Regions from separate parts of the Mus musculus genome. Here region 1 is linked to region 2. Evidence: chromatin contacts called from public Hi-C data. All regions are on one chromosome and are shown on one strand. The core of a region is the stretch at or near the end of the contact, and the rest is flanking DNA. Distances in the headings are between cores, read along the strand shown.

The links. Hi-C and Micro-C count contacts between places; a contact is called where the count stands out from the background.
Region 1: a contact with region 2 is called in a Hi-C map of bone marrow-derived macrophages, with 17 read pairs. The contact joins two enhancer-like sites. A contact is called at or near these places in 1 of 39 promoter capture datasets (cranial neural crest), 1 of 484 Hi-C or Micro-C datasets (bone marrow-derived macrophages), 3 of 115 datasets of contacts at active chromatin or transcription factors (bone marrow-derived macrophages, embryonic stem cells and pancreatic cancer cells) and 1 of 9 other capture datasets (macrophages).

Annotation. Positions count from the first base shown.
Region 1 is chr6:34,831,698-34,838,095 of GRCm38.p6, reverse strand. Agbl3 (ATP/GTP binding protein-like 3) reads right to left here. Exons shown (of 20, transcript NM_001289656.1): 16 at 5,520-5,591; 17 at 1,238-1,283. Among named protein-coding and RNA genes, the nearest start is that of Gm46957, 14 kb to the left of the region's middle. Within about 2 kb of position 1,730, at least 7 of the 459 cell types and tissues checked have an H3K27ac peak or open chromatin away from gene starts, as enhancers often do. A contact at or near this core is called in bone marrow-derived macrophages, where this site is marked.
Region 2 is chr6:34,479,293-34,484,842 of GRCm38.p6, reverse strand. The region is part of intron 1 of Bpgm (2,3-bisphosphoglycerate mutase); the gene reads right to left. Among named protein-coding and RNA genes, the nearest start is that of Bpgm, 5.7 kb to the right of the region's middle. Within about 2 kb of position 3,267, at least 55 of the 459 cell types and tissues checked have an H3K27ac peak or open chromatin away from gene starts, as enhancers often do. A contact at or near this core is called in bone marrow-derived macrophages, where this site is marked.

The DNA.
Region 1 (6,398 bases), core at 481-2,980, 350 kb before region 2:
TAAGAAGGACACATGCTCCACTATGTTCATAGCAGCCTTATTTATAATAGCCAGAAGCTGGAAAGAACCCAGATGCCCCTCAACAGAGGAATGGATACAGAAAATGTGGTACATTTACACAGTGGAGTACTACTCAGCTATTAAAAAGAATGAATTTATGAAATTCCTAGGCAAATGGATGGACCTGGAGGGCATCATCCTGAGTGAGGTAACCCAATCACAAAAAAACTCACATGATATGTACTCACTGATAAGTGGATATTAGCCCAGAAACTTAGAATACCTAAGATACAAGATACAATTTGCAAAACACATGAAACTCAAGAAGAATGAAGACCAAAGTGTGGACACTTTGCCCCTTCTTAGAATTGGGAACAAAACACCCATGGAAGGAGTTACAGAGACAAAGTTGGGAGCTGAGACAAAAGAATGGACCATCTAGAGACTGCCATACCTGGGGATCCATCCCATAATCAGCCTCCAAATGCTGACACCATTGCATACACTAACAAGATTTTGTTGAAAGGACCCTGATATAGCTGTGTCTTGTGAGGCTATGCTGGGGCCTAGCAAACACAGAAGTGGATGCTCACAGTCAGCTATTGGATGGATCACAGGGCCCCAATGGAGGAGCTAGAGAAAGTACCCAAGGAGCTAAAGGGGTCTGCAACCCTATAGGTGGAACAACAATATGAACTAACCAGTACCCCCCGGAGCTCGTGTCTCTAGCTGCATATGTATCAGAAGATGGCCTAGTCAGCCATCATTGGAAAGAGAGGCCAATTGGTCTTACAAACTTTATATGCCTCAGTACAGGGGAACGCCAGGGCCAAGAAGTGGGAGTGGGTGGGTAGGGGAGAAGGTGGGGGAGGGTATGGGGGACTTTTGGGATAGCATTGGAAATGTAAATGAAGAAAATACCTAATTAAAAAAAAGATTTTAAAGCATCATCCATCAAGGACAGTTTGGGCATACTGACATTGGCTCAGAACCCTCAGGAAATAGGAGGTTAGGGGGGCCCCCAGAGTATACCAGAGACCTGGGAGGTTCAAAACTGAACCTGGGTGTGTTCTTACACATTATAGTGATTTAGATAGGTGGGATCTAAAGATAAACTAGATCAACTTTTTTTCCCTACACAGTAAACTTATTTGTTGCTTTAATTCAAAATTAAATATCCTAATACAGAAGAAAAAAATAATATAGTTAGGAAGAAAATCAAGTTTAATTCTCCTACCTGGACCATGTTTTTCCGGGATAAAACCTTTGTCCAGGAATTTTCACTAAAAAGGAAAATATACCATAAAATATCTGAAGTAACATTTTAAGATCAACAAAACTTAATTTTAATCTTCTTGACAATTACTTTGTGTAACTTAATGGCTAGATAATTTAGTTAAATAATGTTTTGTTTACACATGAATTATATGACTACAAATTCCTCCTGATAGCCTTTTAATAAGATGGTTCCAAGAGAAGAATAACCTGTAGGATTATCTATGTATTAACTACAAACCAGGAAAGTAACTGATGGCCACGAGTGCAGCTCAGTGGCAGAGGACTTGCCTAGTATGTGTGAGGCTCTGTGTACACTAGGACAAAAAGAATGTTTAGAAAAAGCAGCAGCAGCAGCAGCAGCAGCAGCAGCAGCAGCAATGAAACAGGAAGCCAGCAAGACTTACTCATGAACCCAAGTAAGTCCCTTTGAGTGGTGCCTCCTATCAGGGAGGCAGATCCAGGAGTATTATGAGTTAAAGGCTGGCTTGAGTTCTTAGTCAGCCTAGGTTATAGTTCAAGATTGTAAAAGAGAGGAAAAAAGGAGGAAGAAACAACAGCAACCACCATCAGCAAAAAGCAAAACCACCTCCACAACTTGTGAAGGATGTGTCATACACACCCATGTGGTCAGTGTTTTAGAGGGGTGATTTACGATGTACATGTATCAGATCAGAGTAAACTACAAGGTATAATACATAACTATTATGTACATATTTTAATATTTTAATATATGGAGTCTAAATTATATATTATTACATATTTTTGTCATTATAGATATCTTATTATTTAAAGAAAATAATAATAGAACTAGTTGATAGTAACAATCACAGTTACCAACCATAGCAGAACAAGTTAATTAGGGTATAGTGATAAAATTACTTTTATAACAATGCTCTCTGATACAGACTTTTAACTCTTTTGTAAGAGTTATATGGTCTTATATGGTTAGCTTAAGCTAACTGCAAACTCTCCCTGTATGAGACCAGGATATAATATGCTCATGTAATATGCAAGTGATTTCACCACCTAGCCTTTTGATTGAACATTGTTGTTTTGAGGGAAGCTGAAAATATTTTCATTTGATTTAGTTTTTGTTTATCTAATCTCAGGTTCTTGAGATTCATTCTACCTGTGCACTTTTACTTTTCTTTCCCTTTAGGATGCCTCTGTCAACTTAACAGGCATAGGAAGACATACCAAGTGTGAGAGCAAAGGATTTATTCAGGTCAAAGTGAGGATGGCCACCTGGGACATAATCTAGCTGTCTAGAGTTAAGTGCTTTGAGGTTTTACAAAATGATAGCTGTATTTATAATTTTAAGCTGCATGAGAGGTTTGAAAGTATTTGTTCTGCAAGTATAATAGGTACTGGATAACTTAAACTGTCTTATAAAAAGTGTATTGGACATGTCTCATTCTCCGGGTAATTTGGGGGGAGGGGTCCATTGTACACAATGTCAGTAGAATGTAATAAACAATGCTTTAAGAATCTGAAGTATGCCAAGTCCTAAGATCAGCTTCATGGAGGGGTTATTTGTTTTTCAAACAGAGTTCAAAGGTTTAACTGTGGATGTATGTGAGAGCAGATCTGTCTCCTAGTCCATTTTAGTGTGCAAACCAATTCTACTCCAGTTTGTCTTCCTTGACACTTAACCTTGAATTAGTTTCTACATGTTGTACCATGTCCTCTCTTGAGTCTTTCCATATCTTATAGTGTGTGTGTGTGTCTGTGTGTGTGCATGCACGCGCATGTAGAAGTCAGAGGTTGATGTCCTGTCTTTTGTTTTGTAAAAGTCTCTCACCTGAACTCAGACCTTCCTGAATCCATCTACTTAAGCCAGCCAGCTTACTCGAGAGATCCCACTTCTGCCCTCAGAGCAATCATGTACACCTGGGCTCTATCTTTGGCCATCTCTCTCCATAACTAGCCAAGCATACTCCTCTATTTGCCAGCAAAACAGCATAGTCGTTTAGCCTTCTCTCTTTAGGGATGCATGGGTCAAGCTGGCACTGGGATGGTACTCCTTATCTTTTCAAGATCCTTGACAGGAAACTGCTTCACAATAGTTGCTTCATTGCTGAAGCTCTGTAGCAATGGGATGATTTGTATTGCAATTAATAATACCAAGTGTAGTCAAAGTTGCCTGATGAATTAGGCCTAATGAATTATGGTTAAGACTAGAGTATTCTCCAAGTTTTTCTGTGCCTTAGGATTGATGAGATGTAGATGCAAACATTAGATAATGGGGTAGATATTCTGTTCTCTTTGTGGTGGTATAAAACTTATAAGGAACAGATTCATGTCAACCAATGGTCATGGCCCTATCCCTCCTATCCCTCTCTCTTGAACTGTTGGTTACTGATAACTTCTGGGAAGTGAGTCACTCATTCAGTCACTGTCTTCATTTGTGTACCAGATGGCAATCCAACCATCCTCTAATGGATAGTTGTAACTCTATGGTCACAAAGGCAGCTCCAGTTAACCTTAATGAGTCATTAAACAAAACAGAAAGATGTGAATGCAGGAAAGAGGGGGACTAATGGTGCTGGGGAAAGTTGATGGGAGGGTGTGATGGCTTGTATATTCTTGGGCCAGGGAGTGGCACCATTTGGAGGTGTGACCTGGTTGGAGTAGGTGTGCCTCTGTGGGTGTGGGCTTAGGATCCTCACCCTAGTTGCCTAGGAGTCAGTCTTCCACTAGCAGCCTTTGGATGAAGACATAGAACTCTCAGCTCCTCCTGCACCATGCCTGCCTGGATGCTGCCATGCTCCCACCTTGATGATAATGGACTGAACCTCTGAACCTGTAAGCCAGCCCCAATTAAATGTTGTTTTTATAAGACTTGCCTTGGTCATGGTGTCTGTTCACAGCAGCAAAACCCTAAGACAGAGGGGGCGTGGGGGAAGAGGAGAACCTGATCTGGTATAGGGTGAGGGAAGAGGACTGAAGCCTTGAGGGCCAGCAGAAAGAATGGAAACAGGCAACTTCAGGAAATAGGAGGTTGGGGGGACCCCCCAGAGTACATCAGGGACCTAGGAGGTAAGAGACTCCCAAGACTCAAAGGGAGGGAGGGACCTTAGATGAAATGCCCAACAGAAGAGAGAGGGAACTTATAGAGGCCACTACCTCCAGCAGGAAGCCAGGATAGCAAATGAGGGATGGTGTTGCCACCCCAGTCACATCCCTGACCCATAATTGTTTTTGTCTGAAAGAATTACAGGGATGGAAATGGAGAGGAGCCTGAGGAAAAGAAGGTCCAGTGACAGGCCCAGAGTGGGATCCAGCTCAAAGGGAGGTCCCAAGGCTTGACACTATTACTGAGGCTGTGGAGTGCTCACAAAAAGGGTCCTATCATGACTGCACTCCGAATGACCCAACAAGCAGCTGAAAGAGTCAGATGCAGATATTTGCACCCAAACAATGGACAGAAGCAGCTGACCCCTGTTGTTGAATTAGGGAAGGCTGAAAGAAGCCGAGGAGAAGGGCGATTCTGTAGGAGGACCAACAGTCTCAATTAATCTGGACCCTTGAGATCTCTCAAACACTGTACCACCAAACAGCAAGCATAGACCAGCTGATATGAGGCTCCCAACACACATACAGTAGAGGACTTCCAGGTCTGTGTTCATTCAGAGATTATGCACCTAACCTCTAGGAGACTGGAGGCCCCAGGGAGTTTAGAGGTCAGATGTGGTGGGGGTTTGGGGGGGGGGGAGGTGAGGATATGGAGAGGTGGAGGGTGGGGAATAGAATATGGAGTGTAAAAAATAAATAAAAAATAAAAAACAAAAGAGAGGGTAGGTGGTAAAAGCTACACACACACACACACACACACATATATACACACACACACATATACATATATATACACACACATATGAGAAAAGGTCAAATGACAGTTAATACAAAATTAAAAACAAGTTCATGTATAAGCAATCTCATTTCAGTTGGCTTTTTCTATACATTTCCAGATCTGGAAAGAAGCAAAAAATTATGCTCCAAAATGTTTGGTAGGGTGAATGCTGGCACCCTAAGCATAAAAGGGAGGGCAGCGCTGACAGTAATATATATATATATATATATATTCAGTACCGTAAGTACAATTTTATCTCCCTCTTTTCTCTCTTTTTACTAGACCATCTTCTTCTTCTTTAAAATAGAGCTTGATGGGATATAAAGATGACTGTTATTGCACATATACAGATTGTAGGCGATCCCATTTCTGAGCCCACTTTACTCACCCACGCCTTGGTTAGGCAACGGTCTTCTGAAACAGTGAGCCACATAAACATCTGGTGCATCTATCCTTGGATCTGGAGAAGATGGCACAGGAACATGACAAATGGAAAGCATGGTTATGTACAGTTCCAAGTTTTTATCTCCTTTCACAATGAAAAGCGCACATACTGTGTGAGTTGTAGTTTAACTCAATGAAATTAACATATGACATCTTCAAATATTTACATGTTTGTTGTAGTTCAAGTATTTATACCTTTGGGATAAGAATTGCTTCTCTAGGAATTTATTAGAAAGAAACAAGTATATATACAAATGGATAAATTTTCATGTTGTTTGCAATAAAGGAAAGTTAGAAAAAGTTAAACAGTGGGTTTACCTATACAAATTAAGATTTTTTTTTTACAAAGTAAAATATTTTGCTGCCATTGATTCACATGAAAAATGATTATAAAATACTCTAATTTTAAATGAAAAAGAAACATGCAAAATAACACAATTATATCATTCATTAACATGTGAAGTTTATATACAGACAGAAATTTAAAAATATTATTTTTACTTTATATATATATTTTTTTTAAATTTCAGACAATTTATTGTTATGGAAAGAGTGGCATCTATATGTTCACAGCCAACATCACAGTTCTTTTTACTCAGATCTTATCTTGAAGGCCTGTCATCAGATTTTACCTTTTAAAATTTTTCTAGTGAAATTAGTACAATTTATGTAGAAACTTATAACTCCCACTGTGTTTTCCTTTGCACACCCTCATAGACTACATTTATTGTTGTATGTACGCACATATTTAAACAAAAGCAATATACATCAAGCCAATAGCCAACATCAATTAAATGGAGAGAAACTTGAAGCAATCCCACTA
Region 2 (5,550 bases), core at 2,018-4,517:
AGGAAACGAAGATAGGCATGGGGACAAATTCTATAAGAAAAAACACTTCTCAATCAGTCTTGGTTACAAATTATATCAAGGGAACCAAACAAGTATCGATGGTGTTAGCAGTACTCAGCCATCTACCACCAAGCCTCAGTACTCAGACACCTACCACCAAGATCCAGTACTCAGAACCCTACCACCAAGCTTCCTGTCTTTATCTGCTACAACTTGCTTCCATGTTTTTGGAAACAAAACAAAACAATTCTGACTTTCTTTTTACTGAAAATACACGTAGTATAGCAGAACAGTATTACAGCCCCAAACCTATGCAAATACACTTTTCCCTTACAGGAGGTGAACACAGGACACGGTACTAAACTAGAGCATCCATATCAGGTAAAATAAACTTCCTACTCTCTTATTTGGTACAACTAATTGCCTATTTAACCAGCTGGCGAACATGTGCAAAGGCACTGTTGAGTTTGTTAGCTTTAAGACCCCTCTTAGCATCTGTTGAAGCTGGCCTATCACATGTTTAGCAACAGATATGAGATGCTGGTCAGTTTGACAAGTTCAAGGCTGGGGCTGCAAACAAACTGATGTGTGCAGGAGAGACTGCTGGACCACAGGCAGGGCAGGAGTGCTGACTTCTGAGGACTGTGTGAGTATTGGAGGCAACTCTTAGGAAGAGATGGCGCTTTTCTGTAACCTGTGTCCTTTCTTCCTCAGCACAAGGCAGTGTGTGTGTGTGTGTGTGTGTGTGTGTGTGTGTGTGCGCGTGCGTGTCTACACAGCCATTTCAGAAAGTGTACTGAAACACAGGACTACGGAGGGAAGCTTAGCTTGTCACTGCTGCAGATGAGCCTCGCCAGGCCAAACAGGCACTGCAGCCTATGGGAAAGCTACCTTTGTAACTGAGACCATGTTCCTTTCCTCCAAAATCCTAACCCAGTCCCTTAAAACCCCTACCAGGCTTCATTTTCGCTCCATTCTGTTTGGGAAAAGCCACCACCCTGCAGCTGGTTCTTGTGGCTGCTGTTTTTAATCTCTCAGCAAGTTACGGACACCAAAGTTAGGCACTGATTTTTCAATCAGTAGTTTACGATCAAAAAAAGTCTGCATAGGTGATTGGATTATTATTTCCTAGAGTTTCTTCCTTTCACTGTTTATTTAATGAGTTTATTTAACGTGTTCTGCCTGAATGTCTGCCTCTGCACCACATGCAGTATGCCTGGTGCCCACAGAGACCAGAAGAGGGCGTCAGATCCCCAGGTCTGGAGTTAGACACAGCTGTGGGCTGCCATGTGGATGCTGGGAACTGATCCCAGGTCCTCTGGAAGAGCAGCCAGAGCTCTTAATTGCTTAGCCATCTCTCCAGCTGCAGCTTCTTACTTTTAAGAGTATGGTCTGCCTGAAGAAACGTTTTCTAAACCAACATAGTTCTACCCGACTCTAGCTTGTCTTGCCTTTCCTTTCTCTCCACTGTTTTCCCTTCTTTCCAGACATTTCCTTATTGTCATCTAAGGGTAGCTGTGTGTATGACATAGGTGTGATGTAATTTTTATTTTCCTGTAGCAATTGTTCTCTTTGAGGCTTACTGCCTCAGTCTGCTAACTGAGTCCTAGTCCTGGAAGCTTCTAGACTTCGTACAGTCTTATCTAGGCCTAGAATGATTTCAGCCTCTGAGTCTTGCTGAATAAGCTCGCCCTTTCTACTTCTGAACTCTGGCAGGCTGATTCAACTCAGCTGTTCTGGCTCAAGCTCTGCTCCAAGCTGACTGACTCAATATGGCTTTTCTCTCTCAGCCTCTGCTTGGCCTCAAACTCACTCTAGCCATCTGTTCTGATCTTCTGGCTCCTTCTCATTCTCTGGCTCGTTCTGTCTTCATGTGTCTAGCTTGTTCTCTTCAACCTGTCTCTGTGCAACTGTCTCAGGAAACCTGCCTCCTTCCCCTCTCCCTCTCTCTCTGCACTGCTCTTAAGCAGCTCCTCTTCCTCTCTCGTGTGGAAGTTGGGCGTGTCCTAGCTCTGACTCATTCTGTCAAATCTTCCTCTAATCCATCACTTTGCCTGCCCCTCAGTTAGAACTCACTTCCAAACTAGAGTGTTTCCTTCTACAAATAAACCTTACCTTTATTGTTTGGGATTAAAGGTGTATACTAAAGGCATGTCTGTATTCCACCCAGAGGGATTAAAGGTGTGTGCCAAGGGCTGAGTCACACCACAACTAGAAACAGTTGGGTTTTGGGTTTGTTTTTTTCTAGTAAATAACACAATCTCAAAGTTCACAGTGTAATCAAATATCCTACAACACATGTGTGCATGCTTTATATATGTGTACATGTGTGTGTGTGTGTGTGTGTGTGTGTGTGTGTGTGTATACACAGGTCAGAGGCTACTGTCCAAGTGTTTTCCTCTATTGCTTTTACATCATCATCATCATGAGACATGACTCCATATTAAACCTGGATCTTACAGATTGAACAAGACTAGCTGTCCAGGAAGCCTCAGGGATTCCCCCGTCTCAGCATCTCCAGTGCTAGGATAATAGGCATGCACCACCAAGCCTAGCTTGGATGGATGGATGGATGGATGGATGGATGGAGGGACGGACAGATGGATGGACGGATATGCTGGGAATCCAAGCTCAGGTTTTCACATTTGCACAGGACTGTGCCATCCCCTAGTCCTAGACGTTGTTTTCTTCATCCTCTGACTATGAAGGTATCTACAAATGTGTGCCTTGCCTACCTACTCTACTGAAGTGATTTCTCAAAAGACCATGATTACTCACGCCTATGTGGAGACCATCTTCTCTCAGGGCACCTCAGTCTGCTGCTCAGACTATGAGTTCAGTCCTGCATTTCCTCCAGCTTTCCTTCTTTTACACTCTGGTCTTGGATCCCACCCCAGCTATCGGTGGTGGTGGTGGTGGTCTTAACCACAGCAGTTTATTCAGAGTGCATGTTCAAACTCTCAACTACTATCCATGGGGTACCTCCCATTGTGCCCACTTTACAGATGCAGAACTGAAAGGAGTAACCTGCCTAAATTAGCACAGGTTGTAGGTGGCAGAAGTACAAGTCAGTCTCAGTTGTCCCCAAGGAAACACCCATGCCCTGAACCACTCTGCTGCACTGCCACACTGGAACCCCAGGCTCTGGCCTCAAACCTCGAAACCTCATTTTTTTTTCTCACTCCTTTCAACACGTTAAAGGGAATGATTCACATTCTGCAAGCCAAGCCCTCACCAGCCTTCCCAGCACAGTCGATTGATTCACTTTTCCAAACGTGCAGCGATGCCACTTGGGCCCAGCACAATGGTCAGCCTGTGAGGAAAACAGGCTCCAGCCTGGACTGTGCCTTCAGAGCGGCAGTGAGGAAGGCTGACTGTGTGCACTTGCCACTGTGTCACTAACAAGGAAAAGTAAGTCACACTGGCAGAGGTTCTTTATTCTTAAAAAAAGAGGAAGAGGAAAGAGAAAGCATCTCTCCCTCCATGGACACAGCATTACAGAGGGTGGATTTGGAAAGATATTTAAATTTAAGTTGATTAAAAGAGAAGTGGAGTTCTGGCCTAAGGTAACAATCAGGAACAGGTGCAGAGAGAACAGGAGGCCCATTCAAAATGGCGAGAACTAGAAGTAGCTGACTATTCCCTCTGATTTGCCTAAAACACTATTGCTTTATGCTTTTTTTTCCTTCCCCAACATAATTATTACTAAGGCCCCTTTCACACCTAGGTGTCCCATTTGGAAAATTATATGGTCACTCTGTCATAGGGTATAATCAGGAAGTAGGCGGAGACGAGGCTAGAAAGATAAAACTGAATAGAGGCTCAAGGAGGACCTTGTGCCAAAGAATGCCGACTCTTATGTAAACACTGAGACCTCATTAGAGGTTTAATGGCACACATTTGAGGGCCAGGAAGCATTCACGCTCACAGAGAAGTCTAAATATTAGCTGTGGGGGGTTTTGCAGGAAACCCTGGTGACATACAGTGACAACCTGGGCCAAGAAGACAGCTGCTGGAAAGGAATAAAGATAAGTGAGAAAGAAACTGTAGTTTGTTTAAGATGCTGGCAATATTCCCTGTAAAAATCTAAGCAGTCAATTTTTTTTTAGCTTTGCAGACTATATGATCTCTGTCATAATATGTACAGTTGTACAATTTTGTCTCTGTAGCTGCAAGTATCTGTACGCAACACGTGAGTAAATGTGATATAATTTGATGGTGGCATCAAAATTAGAATCTCATATCATTTTCACATGATCTATTGTTATCAGTAGGCTAATTTCAACAATTTAAAATGAAAAAAATCCATTTATATCTTGTGGAATTTATATATATATATATATATATATATATCCAGAAGGCTCTGGTGTGCAAATCCCTGCTTAGCTAGACCCCATACATGGATGTGCTCCCAACATTATAAAATAGCCAGCTTATAAGTGAGACCTTGTCTCAAGGAAATGAAACAAAACAAAACAAACAAGCCAAACCACCAGTTTGTACCCTTAGCCAGAAAGAACTGCAAAGTGCCCTGGGGAATGGAATCCCATTCAGAGTTGTTTTATTCCTCACATAAGTCAGCATTGAGCACACTGAAGTCAGAGTACCCAGTCTGTGCTTAATTCAGTATTTAGGAACAGGTTCGAGGGGGGGAGTGGGGGGAGAACTATGGGGAAATGATTCACTTGTTAGCCTCCCACAAACATGGGCTCTCGTTTGACATACCCTCTTTGTAAATCATGTTGCAGTACACTAAACGTGAATGTAGATTTGCTCAGGAGCAGGACCTAACCAGTTGTCTTAGCAGTACAGGAAAAAAAAAAAAAATCAGGTAATTCAAAAGACCTTTTGCCAGTTATAACGAAGACCTTTCATTATATCTTGAAATTTCATCTCTATATTCCATATATTCTATATGTTGAAATTCCATCTAGATTATGACACCAAAGTTTTTTTCCCTATAAATGCCACCATGAAGCTGTGCTTCAAACTTCAATTCTCTTGACAAAGCAGAAACAGAAAGAGCTGACAGGCTGAGTGACAGGCACGTAAAACCCTCGGGTCTGCCCTTGGGTCTGCCGCATGGCCCACATTTGCATGTTATTTCCTCCATCTGTTTACAAATTAACAGCGATGGGACTTTGCTTCCTCCCTCCCTCGGCGTTTGAAAAGTTAAGTTCGCCTAAGACTCTTGTATCAGAACTCGGGGAAGAGACAGTTAAGTCACAGGGTAAAGAGAAGCCCAAACTTCTACTTCTCCCATTTTCAAACTAACCATAATATGTCAAGTAATATCAAATAAGGGACTTGGGGCCAGAATCTCTCAAATCTAGAACTTACTCTTAAGGATTAAACATTTAAAACCCATCTCAGAGTACTCTGAGATTTTCCTTGGTACAGATCCTCACTGTACAGTTCTCAGCAACCATTACTCCCCACTGTACGAGGCAGCTAGCCTTACGGAAGATGAGCTGGCTGTATTTGAGGACAAGGAGAAAGACTACTGATGCCTCTCATCAATTACAAAGGAAAGAGGCAAATGAAACCCAG